Linked DNA regions of Mus musculus: regions 2, 3 and 4 are each linked to region 1. Evidence: chromatin contacts called from public Hi-C, HiChIP or PLAC-seq and promoter capture Hi-C data. All regions are on one chromosome and are shown on one strand. The core of a region is the stretch at or near the end of the contact, and the rest is flanking DNA. Distances in the headings are between cores, read along the strand shown. Region 1 holds the start of Ndufb8 (NADH:ubiquinone oxidoreductase subunit B8). Region 2 holds the start of Dnmbp (dynamin binding protein). Region 3 overlaps Dnmbp (dynamin binding protein). Region 4 holds the start of Cox15 (cytochrome c oxidase assembly protein 15).

Region 1 (2,700 bases), core at 146-2,645:
GCAGTGATGAAATGTTTTAGATCTAGATAGAAGTAATAGTCACACACGTTTGTAATATACACTTAAAAATCATTATACACTTCTCCCCCACCCCACCCCCGCCACAGTCTCACATAGCCCAGATATGCCTTAGACTCATTATGTAGCCCAGGCTGGCCTTAACTCCTGATTTTTTTTTTTTTTGTCTTCATTTCTCAAGTGTTGACTTTACAAAAGGCATATACCATCACATAAGAGTACACTGTGGGGCTGGAGAGATGTCTCGGGGGTTAAGAGTACTGGCTGTTCTTCCAGAGGACAGAGGATCCAGGACCAGCGTTCAATTCCCAGCACCTGAATGAAGGCCAACAATCCACGGTAACTGTGGATTCTTTGAAACTCCAGTTCCAGGGGGATCTGCTGCCCTTTGGTCTCCTCCACTACCACATGCATGTGGAGTGCAAACACACATGTGGGCAAAACACCCATACATATAATTTTCTTCTTAAAAAAGAATATGCTATGTTCTATATAAACAATATAAAAAAAAAACAAATGAATAACCTATACCAACATTGCTTTTAAGCAACATGAGATCAGGGTTTGCTATTAGTTAAATGCAGATGCTGTCAAATTAATTCTGATGATGTCTAATGATACTACAAGAGGATAAAATGCACTGCAGTAGGCCTCCCCAAATCTATATGTTGAATAGTACACGCCTGTGTTTGTCGATCTGGTATACATTTGAGAAGGGATTCTATTACAGTAATTGTGTCTAAAGAGTTGATGGAAATACGTGCATACTCAAAATGTGTAATATATCCAAACCCTACTTGTACAAATAAAACGAAAACTTAATAGTATGCAAACATGTCTCCCAGTCTGTGTTAAGAGTTTGTTAATTATGGTCTTTCTGTTTGAAATCTGTTTTTTTTTTTCCTGAAAAATGGGAGGTTTGGGGCTGGGTCAGGCGAGCCGCCTCCAGTAATCGGCTTGGTTTTTGTATTTGTTGGGTTGAGGTGATTGAGACATTTAGATGAACTGAGACAACTTTGAGTATATAAGGAAAGAGATTTGGAGAAAGGATCAAACAAAACCAAGAGCTAAATGTGAAAAAGGACTGTGTGTGAGGACAGAAGGCTGGTTTTACTTTGCACAGCGGTCTGAGATATTCGGCTGGCGCAGCCCCGAAAGGGCCTCAGTCGGTTGAAGGCGAAAAGGAATACAGTAACTTGCAATATCAAGTAAGCAGTAGCTTTGTTTTCTCTCCTTGCTGTCTGTCCTGGCACCTCATCAGCCGCTCACCGTCCAGGCTCTACAGCATATTTAAATAAAGCCCGCCCAGCTTGATGCCGGGACTTCTGCGCTGGCTTCGGAGATCGCCGTTTGGCCCGACTCAGCCACCGTGACCCGCTTTTGCGCATGTGCAGAGTGAACCGCGGAGAAGGTGAAGATGGCTGCCGCCCGGGCTGCGGCCCTGGGAGTCCGATGGCTGCAGAGGACAACCCGGGGCGTGGTGCCACTGGAGGCACGGAGAGGTCTGCACGGTGTGGGAAGCGGGTGCCTGAAGTTTACTGCTTCGGGATGGAGGCATCCTTGGGACGGTGGCGGAGGTGTCCTGGCTGGGGGTAAGGGGTGGGAGGTCGCGGTGGATTCGTGTGCCCAAAGAAGGGATACAGGGTTGCTGTAGTCCGGCAAGGTGCGAAACGACAGCCTCTGCAGTCACTGCGGCTTAGTCCTTTCTGGGTGGGCGCCTAAAGCACCGTGTCCATCTGACCTGCATCCCTCTGCGTCCAGCCTTCCATATGACCAAGGACATGTTGCCGGGGTCATATCCTAGGACCCCAGAGGAACGCGCCGCGGCCGCCAAGAAGTATAACATGCGAGTGGAAGACTACGAGCCATACCCCGATGATGGCATGGGGTGAGTGAGGTAGAGGACTCGGGTCAGGAGCGGTGAAGGCGGTTGGATTGGGTGGTGCGACCCAGGCGTTTTCTCCCGGATCCTTGTAGTGACCCCTCAGAGTCATTAGTGCGGGTGCTTTTCTAGGTTGGGGGAGGTGGGAGTGGGTGGCTGAGCCGCTGCAGCCGAGAAGACTTCCATTTTTTTTGCTTGGCTCAGGCTGTTTGCTCAAATGAGGAAGCCGAGGTTATCATAGCTCCCTCGAGGACTCCAGAATAGTGAGATTCTTCCATGGCTCCATCCAGAGCACTGCGTTTCATTTAGATTGAGCATCTGCTGGGCTCAGGTGCTGACCAGGCGGGAGCTGGACCCCTGTCCTGAGAACCTTGCTGAGGTTGGGGTACTCTATATTTGTGTATGTCTGGCTTTTTTGGGGGAGGGGGTTGTTTGTTTGTTTTTTGCCATTAGGCATATGAAAATGTCACTGATGGTTAAGCAGATTACACTCCATGTCAGCCTTCATTCTTCAGTTGGTGTTAGTCCCTTCTGGCCCTCTATCTATCCCCTGTAACAAAGTTAATTATGAATAGTGGTTAAACATCATCGTCACTTCCTGTGTTAGCATTTTTCTTTTCTTTTTATTTTCCAATCATTTTTTTGACACGTGTCCAGTTTCCATTGTCTGTTTTTTACTTTGTTGTGGACTAGAACAGCCTGGGCAGTAGTCTGTATAAGGTGACCTTGGATTTTTAGGGGGGAAAACCAAGTTAAGGGAGACCTCCAAGGAGGTGTTTGAAGCATGAGGGTATACATCA
Region 2 (2,700 bases), core at 119-2,618, 620 kb after region 1:
TAATAATACCATTATCTAGGTAGTAGATTGTCATTTTACTTGAAAGGGGGAGAAAAGCTTACTGTTTGACAGGCCGCTGAAGCATTTGATCAATTTCTTTCAAAAACAAAAATCTGGAATATTTATGTTTTACCACAAAAATGCCTTCCTTCAGTGTTCAGACAGCAAAGGAGGAGAATAATGTATGTGAGCAGCAGTTTCACCCCTAGGTACAGCCTCCAAAGAACTGGAAGCAATGGGTCCAGCAGATACGTGTACGATTTGGGTCCTAGCCTTAGCCACAGTAGCCAAAGGGGAAACTCCGCCGAATGCCCAGTGAAGGACAAACGCCTAAACACAACGCAGTATATTTAGCAGTAAAAAGGAAGGAAATTCCGACACATAGAACAGCACAGATGAAACTTAGGGCATTATTCTAACCAAAATAAGGCAGGCACCAAAAGGCCAAGTATTGTAGATTGCATGTATGAGGGTCTTCAGAGTAGACGAATTCTTAAGGACACGAGAGACTAGGAATCGCTGGGAGTGGAGTCCCTGTACGATAAGAGCAGTTTCAGTTTGGGAAGTTGGGGTCCCGGTGCCGGACAAGATGATGGATGCGTAGCAATGTGAATTTACCTACTCTGATGGACTGCACGCACACTTGACAATGGTTCAAACGATACACTTTATGCTATGTCTAGTTTACTACGATTTTTGAAGAGTCAAGAAACAATCTAGCTGATGAGATTTTAAAATAAAGCCTTATCTCTGCTGTGTGTGCATAGTGATATATGATTCCTGCATTCCTCAAATCTGCTAGGTCGGTCCCCGCGCTTGCACCAGCTCCTCCACGCACTTGCGATCTTTAACAGTCAGAAGTCTTCCGGGACTTTTCAGAAACCGGGACGTTTGGTTCTAGTATTCTGTGATTCCTTGCTTTTAAATTCTCAAAATTGTCCTGTGAGACTTTGCTCGGGAGAAAAGAAAAAAAAATCGATGAGGAGTGGGCAGTAACCTGATGGTGTTCCCCTGTAATCCAGCACTTGGAGGAGTGAAGGACGATGGAAGGTTCAAGGCTAGCCTCCGCCTCGGAGTAAGAGAATTCGCGCAGCGGAGAATTTGAGTTCTCTAGGTTGGCGGTAGCGCGAGTGCGTGGGGATCTGGATCCTAGCCTGAGCGAGGTGTGTCGCTAAACGCCCCCACGCAGTCCGTGCCTCAGTTTCCCTGAAAGGCCCTGGGAGCCCGAGCCCTGACGTGGCGGAGCGACGGGCTAGGCGGCCGCCAGGGGGCGCGAGCGCGGGAAACGGAGCCGGGGGCCACCGGACGGAAGCGGCGCTAAGGGAGGCGGGGCGGCGCGGAGTCACCCGGATCGGCCCGCCCGCCCGCCGCCGCTGAGGGGAGGTGACCGCGGCCCGGCCGGGCCACCAGTGGCTGTGCGCGGAGGGAACGCCGAGCGGCAGAGAGCAGGTCGGTGCGGGGCCGGGCGTCCGTGGGGTGGCGGGGTGGTGGGGTAGCGGGGACGGTCGCCTGCGGGGCGCGCGGGGCTTGCGGCGCAGCTCTCGGTCGCGCTGAGCTGCGCTCCGCGAGACGCGAGGCCCTCGCTGTCTTCACTCACGGCCGAGGGGGTGCAGGGGGGGGGGGGCAGCAGCCCTAGGGACCGTCCCGGGGCGCGGACCGGGGGGCGAGGTGTCCAGCCGGGGCGCTGTCACTGCGCCGCCCTGCCTCTTGGCTTTGAGTTGAAGAACTGAGCCCCAGTCCTGCTCCTGGTCACTGCTGCAGCTGGTGGGCATGAGAGGCCGGGATTTCGTGACAGCCAGGCAGCGATGGTTTCCCAAATAACCCGGGACTATTTATATTTAGCTGGAGATGCAGTTTTGGCTTACTGGAGTTTTTAGGTACCCAGGACGATTGCATGCTTGTGTCAGAGGAGGATGGTTGTCACTCGAATAAAGGGGTGTTGGGGTGACCGGACAGGACAGCATGTGGTGTGTATTAAGAGCTGCGAAGGGTGTTTTTAGGGCACAGGGTCGTGTTGAAAAACCAACTTGAAAAGCAAGGTCGCATGTGGGATTATGGCTGGCAAATTCTGTAACCTGTCTGACAGTGTTTCTTTTATAGTCTTGGGAGCACCTTGTGGAACTTCCTAATTAATAATGGTGACAAGCTAGTGATGACACCGATTCTCTGGTAGGAGCATAGTTTGGACTCCACTGTGCTTAGTCGAGTTACATGCCGCTGATAGAGCTGACTAATCAACAGGCGATTTTTGCAGCAAGCAGACCTGATTTCTCAGTTAGGGCTGCATTTATAAAACAGTCGTAGGAAAAGCATAGTCGAGGTGTAGTGTTCAAGTTAGTGTATCCATCGGGCCTCATTCCCCCTAAACTACTGAATCTCGTGATCTCTCAGGCCCTTCCACCGCTAAAGTCTTTCATTTGTATTTGAAGCCGATCCCTCCTGGTGACAACAAAGTCCTAGGAAAACAAAGTTAATTTTACAAATTATGTAGCAGATGTTCAACTTCACTGTCGCTCCCCGCTCCCCCACTCACATAATATTGGGTTGAAATGAGTGAAACCTGTTGTGTGTGTGTGTGTGTCATTCATGTTTCTGTGTTAATGTCACCCAATGGCTTGTCTAGACAGAGATCTTGGTGTGTAGTGGGGAAGTGCTAAGTCTGGCATGGGAGTGACTTGCATGTTGTCACAGGTAGTTTTT
Region 3 (2,700 bases), core at 6-2,505, 670 kb after region 1:
CGGTTGGTTATCTTTAAGGTTTTATGCTGGCTAAGAACGTAATTGGCTATGACAGAAAAGGGCCTGGTGTGTCAAATCCTGGGTCTCAAATTCCACGTTACCTGTGTTGATGTAAGTGACCTGAGGGTCCGGAGAGGAAGCGTTTCTTACAGAGACGAATCTGAAAGCAGGACTGTGTGGGGGCCGAGGCTAAGGCTCCAGGTTGAGAGAGAGCCATGACTGGGACTTTTTATATTAATTCTAGAAGGACCCTTCATGCCAACAGATCTAATGTTTCTAATAAGTAATGGGTAACTCTCACAATTGGGTTATCTTATTTCTTTATATGTATGAGTGTTTTGCCTGCATGTATGTCTGTGACCAATGTCAGAAGATGTCAGATCTCCTGGACTGGGAGATCACAGGTGGCTGGGAGCCACCATGTGGGCGTTAAGAATCAAACCCAGGTCCTCTGCAAGAGCAACGAGTTGTCTTAACTGCTGAGCCGCTCTCCAGCACTTGTGATTGGGTCTTAAAGTGTATTGAGTGTATTTAGTGAGCTGCAGCCAGCACTTCTGAAAAATAAAAGCAGCGCGCTCCCCCCCCCCTTTTTGTTTGTTGCTTTCTGTTTATTTGCTTGTTTTGAGACAGGGTCTATGTAGCCCTGGCTGGCTTGGAACTTAGCATGTAGCCCAGGCTGGCTCCTCCTCTTCCTGCCTCTGCCTTCCGAGTACTAGGATTAAGTCCATGCCACTATGCCTGGCTTTTGTTGTCGCTTCTTTACTGTTGTATTGAGTTGGTCTCTCTCAAGCCAGGTTGGCCCTAGAACTTATTATATAGTCTAGACTCACATTAAACTCACAGCAATCTTTCTGCCTCAGCCTCCCTCTAGCCCCCGAGTGCTGGGGCTACAGGGGTGATCCACTACATCTAACTAAAATAAGAGTTAATGGTAAAATTTAAAAATACATCTAGGATTGTCAAAAAGCATGTTTTATGTATGTATGTGTGTGTGTGTGTGTGTGTGTGTGTGTGTGTGTGTACTCAAATCCAAACTACCTAACTAATGTGAAAGGAGGAAGCACACACAGCAAGGCAGCTCAGACAGCCTCGATCAGAAGGCACTTGCAATCGCTCAGGCCAGCACTTCTGCTTCATTACCAGGGCTGAAGCCAGAAGACTGGATTCATTCTGCTTAAACAAACTTAGAAGAGAGGGAAGTCCTAGAGACAGGGGGTAGAGCACACATGCAGAGCACACAACCTGCAGGAAGGGCGTGCGCTGAGCAGAGATTCAGTTTGGTTGCGGGTGGGGCACAGGACAGCAGAGGCATGGGGCTTGTTACAGGGAGTGTGCGCTTCTTTTCCTGTTACGGGGATAAAATACTCTAACAAAAGCAACTTTAAAAAGGAAAGGGTTATTCTAGCTGACAGTTCAAGGTACTGGACTGTCAACATAGGGAAACCGAGGCAGCAGGAGCTTGAAGTGTGTGGTTGAATTGTATCCACAGTTGCGCCCCTCCCCCAGGAAATGGTCACATTGTGTCCACGGTCAGAAGGGGAACAGTGCAGCACGTGCCTTAGTGATTATCAGATCTTCTCAGTGTTATACAGTGCTGAGTTCCCAGCCCAGGGAATGGTCCTACCCTCAGTGAAGATGGGTCTCCTACACCAATCAATAAGATTAAGATGCCAGAGTCCTGTTGTCCCAAAGACAGTATACTCTGTCGAGCTGATGATTAACACTAACGGCCACAGCCCCACCCCTTGCCAATTCAACACCTACACACACCACTCCCTTTTAAAGGTTAATAGTCTATATAATTCTTAAATTTATTATTAGGGTGGCATGTGGAGGTCAGAGAACAACTTTGTGGGGTTGGCTCATGCCCGCCACCTCTTTGCAGAGGCAAGGGATCAAAGTGAGGATTCTGGCTTGTAAGTTAGATGCTTTTACTCACGGGGACATTTCTAGCCTATGCACATCCCTTCTCAGCCATAACTTTCCACCCCTCGCTCCCATGGGCTCAAGACCATGTTACAATGTAAGCGGTATTCATCTCATCTCTCCAGTTTCCTGATGGTGGGTGTGATGTGACTAGCCGCTCTAAGCTCACACTACCTGGATAGCCCCACCACGGGGTAGACTGTTAAAAGTGACACATCCTGCTATAAGATCAGAAAGCAAGTCACCAAATATAAACCAAAGTGTGGGTTCACCAAGTGGGACAGAAGAAGCCAGGTGTGACCCCCAGAAAAAAAGATCGATTAACACTGGCACGTGCCTGTAATGTCAGTACTTAGACAAAAGCAGGAAGAATGCTGAGTTCCAGGCCAGTGCAATCTCCCCCTAAGGTTTTCTTTCGCTGTGCACAGTGCTACATGTCTGTAATCCCTGCACTTGGAAGGTAAAGGCCAAAGGATCAGGAGTTAAAAGCCAGTCTTAGCAACCTAGTAAGTTCACGGCCAGCCTAGGCTACACAAGCAAACAAGCAAACAAACAAACAAAAACCAAAATAATAAAAAGGAAGAAAAACAGTTTTATTGCCTGATACAAAAATTCTATTAGAATTTTAAAAAAGATTTTATTTGTATTTTTTTTAAGCCATATGCATATGTGTGTGGGTTTGTGCATGTGACCACAGTACCAGCAGAATCCAAAAAGAGTCTCTCTCATCCCTTGGAGCTGGAGTTATAAGGACCGGCGAGCTAGCAAAAGTGA
Region 4 (2,700 bases), core at 175-2,674, 800 kb after region 1:
TAGAAAATGGCTCAATGGGTAAAGCTACTTACTGTGCAAGTCTGACAACCTGAGCTCATTCCCTGAATGTATTTAAAGTTGGAAGGAGAGAATTAACTCGACAAAGCTGTCCTCAGACCTCCACACACTTACTATGGCACATGTACCCACCCCCACACAATAATTACCAACACACTTTTAAAGTGTTTAATTCATGCTTCATGTATTGATCTCTGCGAGAACAGTCACCACATTCTAATAGTGGTTACTCCTGGGCAATGAATTTGGAATTATTTTTACCTTTCTATATTGCTTGACTTCTTCTACCTGATATTGCTTTTATGATGAAAGATTACTTGGAGAAACAAACAAAAATCTGTCACCTCCTAATAAGTTGCAATAGTCATTGATTTAATAAAAGACTATCAGTCCCATAGATTAGGATTCAAACATTAACCAATGGTCGTAAACAACAATACAGTAACTCCACAAATCTGGTAACAGCCCCACCAGTGGGGCTGAAGATGCTGAAGGAGTATCAGGAGCTCCATACAAAAGTATGGGAATGTCTACAAACTGTTGCAACAGGAGCCTGAGCAAAAAGCAAAAAGTAGGGATCAAAAAAGACATTTGAAGCAGTAGTGCTCAAAGTTAGAGACTCCAGATGGCTTTGGGGAGTCTGTGTCTGTATTTGCCTCTTGGGAGCGGACTGCAGCTTTAGAACACTTAAACACGCTGAGACAGGTATGAGAATCCAACTACCTTCCATCAAGTGAGATATTAAAAGAGATTTGCAAAATACAGAGCATTGCCCCTTTTGCTGTTTTGTTTAGGGATATTTATCCTTCATAAAAGTTATTTGTCTTGACATATTAATAGGCATATCTCCCGCAGGAAGCAACCAGTCATCTGTTACGCAATGGCTGTGGGAACGGATCCCACTCGCCACCCTCGGTGGCAGCTCTAGGTTGTAGAGCTGTCACCACACTTTTATTATCTACCACAGAGACAGGGAGGTGGTATGGTGCCCTCTTGTGGCCCTAGGGGCGGCGGGACGCTGAGGGCACTTGCGAGACTGGCGGGGATCCAGGAGCAGCTGAGGGACTGCGTGACTGCCCGGGACTCCGGAGCACTGAGAAACTCGACCGCGGGAAAGCCTGGCAAGCCGGGACCCACCCCGGGGTCCACCGGCCGACCGCCCCCCTGCCCCGCCACCTTCCGCACCCGCCTTCCCCGACGATATCCACGCCTGTTTCCGCTCGCAAGAAGCCCCTTTCTTCATGCTTCCCGCGTTCCTCCCTCGCTCGCCTTCGGTTTCCACTGAGTCCCCGCGGCCGCGCGAGCGACGGAGGAGGCGCGTCCCCGACGCCCGTGCCCGGCAGCCTCCCAGGGAGTCGTGCGTGCACGCGCAGTGGCCAACCTAGCGCGAGGGGGCGCGCACGACGCCTGACCCGGAAGTGCTTGTTCTTTCGGGAGCGGAGAAGCGGACCGCAGCTCGCTGGGGCGCTCCGGCAGTGGCGCTGTACTGTCAGCATGCAACGGTTGCTCCTTCCGTCCCTGAGGGCCTTGACGGGGAGCCGCAATGTCGGGCTCCTGGTCCCTAGGGTGGCGTCCAGAACACAGGTACCCACTCCTGCTGGCTCGGATCACGGAAGCCGGGCTGGGATAAAAAAGGCCAGGATAAAGTAAACGGACCGCCCTGCAAGTCCGGCTCGCCTTCTCATTTCAGGACATATTTCCTTGTGTCCCGACACCTCCCTGAATGCGGATCCGGAAATATTACCCACTGCTGTGTATGACTGACCAATTTACTTAGCTTTTAAGTTTCAATTTCCTTTTCTGTAGAATGGGAGAACGACCTGTTACACAAGGTGTTTGTAAGGATTAAAATTTTAAATATACATCAAACCCTTAGCACGTGATAAAGGCTCAGTAATTTTTCTTTTCTTTTTATTTTATTTATTTATGCATTTATTTGCACATTTGGTTTTTGCTAAAAGCCACCAGGCAGTCAGGAACTCCTATGTAGCCCCATTCCACAGTGAAGGAAATTGAGACTTACTTTAAGTTGCTTGTCTAAGATACCCAGTTACTTAGAAGTAGGAAACTGAACATACTTTTTTTTTTTTTTTTTTTTTTTTGGTTTTTCGAGACAGGGTTTCTCTGTGTAGCCCTGGCTGTCCTGGAACTCACTTTGTAGACCAGGCTGGCCTTGAACTTAGAAATCCACCTGCCTCTGCCTCCCGAGTGCTGGGACTAAAGGTGTGCGCTACTACCGCCCGGCCAACATATTTTTGCTCTTAGTGTTAGACTCAAAAGAAGACATGTATTCTCTTCTCTGATAATCAGTAGTAAAAGGTGAAAGATCTTTATGGTGTGAAGAGAAACCAGAGAATTCTAGAGTTTGTTATGTTCCTGGAAAAAAAAATATGCCCACATAGTGCCTGCCCTTGAGGAGTCAGTTCATTCAATTGTTAGTTCGAGTACCAAATATGTATTAGGTCTTGCTGTGTAAGGACCCAGTACTACAAAGGGAGCAAGAGGAAGAGCTCCCAGCTTAGTGGGGCATAGGGACAGATCACCTGATACATGACTGTGTGTTAAGGCTTGTGGTAGGGAAGGTACTTTGTGCTGTGACAGTAACCTGTTGTAAGATCCAGGAAAGTCTGGGGCATAACGATGCCAGCCCCGATCTCCAGTGGGTAGTATAAATGGAAGTGT

The links. Promoter capture Hi-C pulls out the DNA fragments that hold promoters and counts their contacts. Hi-C and Micro-C count contacts between places; a contact is called where the count stands out from the background. HiChIP or PLAC-seq counts read pairs in DNA pulled down with a chosen protein or histone mark.
Region 2: a promoter capture Hi-C map of liver shows a contact between it and region 1, with 4 times the contacts expected there. The contact joins the promoter of Dnmbp here to the promoter of Ndufb8 in region 1. A contact is called at or near these places in 13 of 39 promoter capture datasets (the 3T3-L1 cell line, 3T3-L1-derived adipocytes, the C10 cell line and 8 more), 2 of 115 datasets of contacts at active chromatin or transcription factors (bone marrow-derived macrophages and pancreatic cancer cells) and 1 of 9 other capture datasets (adipose tissue).
Region 3: a FOXA1 HiChIP or PLAC-seq map of pancreatic cancer cells shows a contact between it and region 1. The contact joins the enhancer-like site here to the promoter of Ndufb8 in region 1. A contact is called at or near these places in 3 of 39 promoter capture datasets (the 3T3-L1 cell line and hippocampal neurons) and 4 of 115 datasets of contacts at active chromatin or transcription factors (the NIH/3T3 cell line, extraembryonic endoderm stem cells, forebrain and 1 more).
Region 4: a Hi-C map of CD8 T cells shows a contact between it and region 1, with 4 times the contacts expected there. The contact joins the promoter of Cox15 here to the promoter of Ndufb8 in region 1. A contact is called at or near these places in 5 of 39 promoter capture datasets (the 3T3-L1 cell line, cranial neural crest, embryonic stem cells and 2 more), 5 of 484 Hi-C or Micro-C datasets (B cells, CD4 T cells, CD8 T cells and 1 more), 3 of 115 datasets of contacts at active chromatin or transcription factors (astrocytes, neural progenitor cells and stem cell-derived neural progenitor cells) and 1 of 9 other capture datasets (adipose tissue).

What each region holds. Positions count from the first base shown.
Region 1 is chr19:44,554,137-44,556,836 of GRCm38.p6, reverse strand. It overlaps Ndufb8 (NADH:ubiquinone oxidoreductase subunit B8), which reads left to right and starts at 1,395. Exons shown (of 5, transcript NM_026061.3): 1 at 1,395-1,520; 2 at 1,780-1,906. The coding sequence starts at 1,436.
Region 2 is chr19:43,938,866-43,941,565 of GRCm38.p6, reverse strand. It overlaps Dnmbp (dynamin binding protein), which reads left to right and starts at 1,368. Exons shown (of 16, transcript NM_028029.4): 1 at 1,368-1,449.
Region 3 is chr19:43,883,721-43,886,420 of GRCm38.p6, reverse strand. All of the region lies in intron 4 of Dnmbp (dynamin binding protein), which reads left to right. Among named protein-coding and RNA genes, the nearest start is that of Gm24400, 28 kb to the right of the region's middle. Within about 2 kb of position 1,255, at least 86 of the 459 cell types and tissues checked have an H3K27ac peak or open chromatin away from gene starts, as enhancers often do. A contact at or near this core is called in the NIH/3T3 cell line, extraembryonic endoderm stem cells and pancreatic cancer cells, where this site is marked.
Region 4 is chr19:43,751,724-43,754,423 of GRCm38.p6, reverse strand. It overlaps Cox15 (cytochrome c oxidase assembly protein 15), which reads left to right and starts at 1,424. Exons shown (of 9, transcript NM_144874.4): 1 at 1,424-1,602. The coding sequence starts at 1,513. It overlaps Cutc (cutC copper transporter), which reads right to left and starts at 1,401. Exons shown (of 9, transcript NM_001113562.1): 1 at 1,204-1,401. The coding sequence starts at 1,261.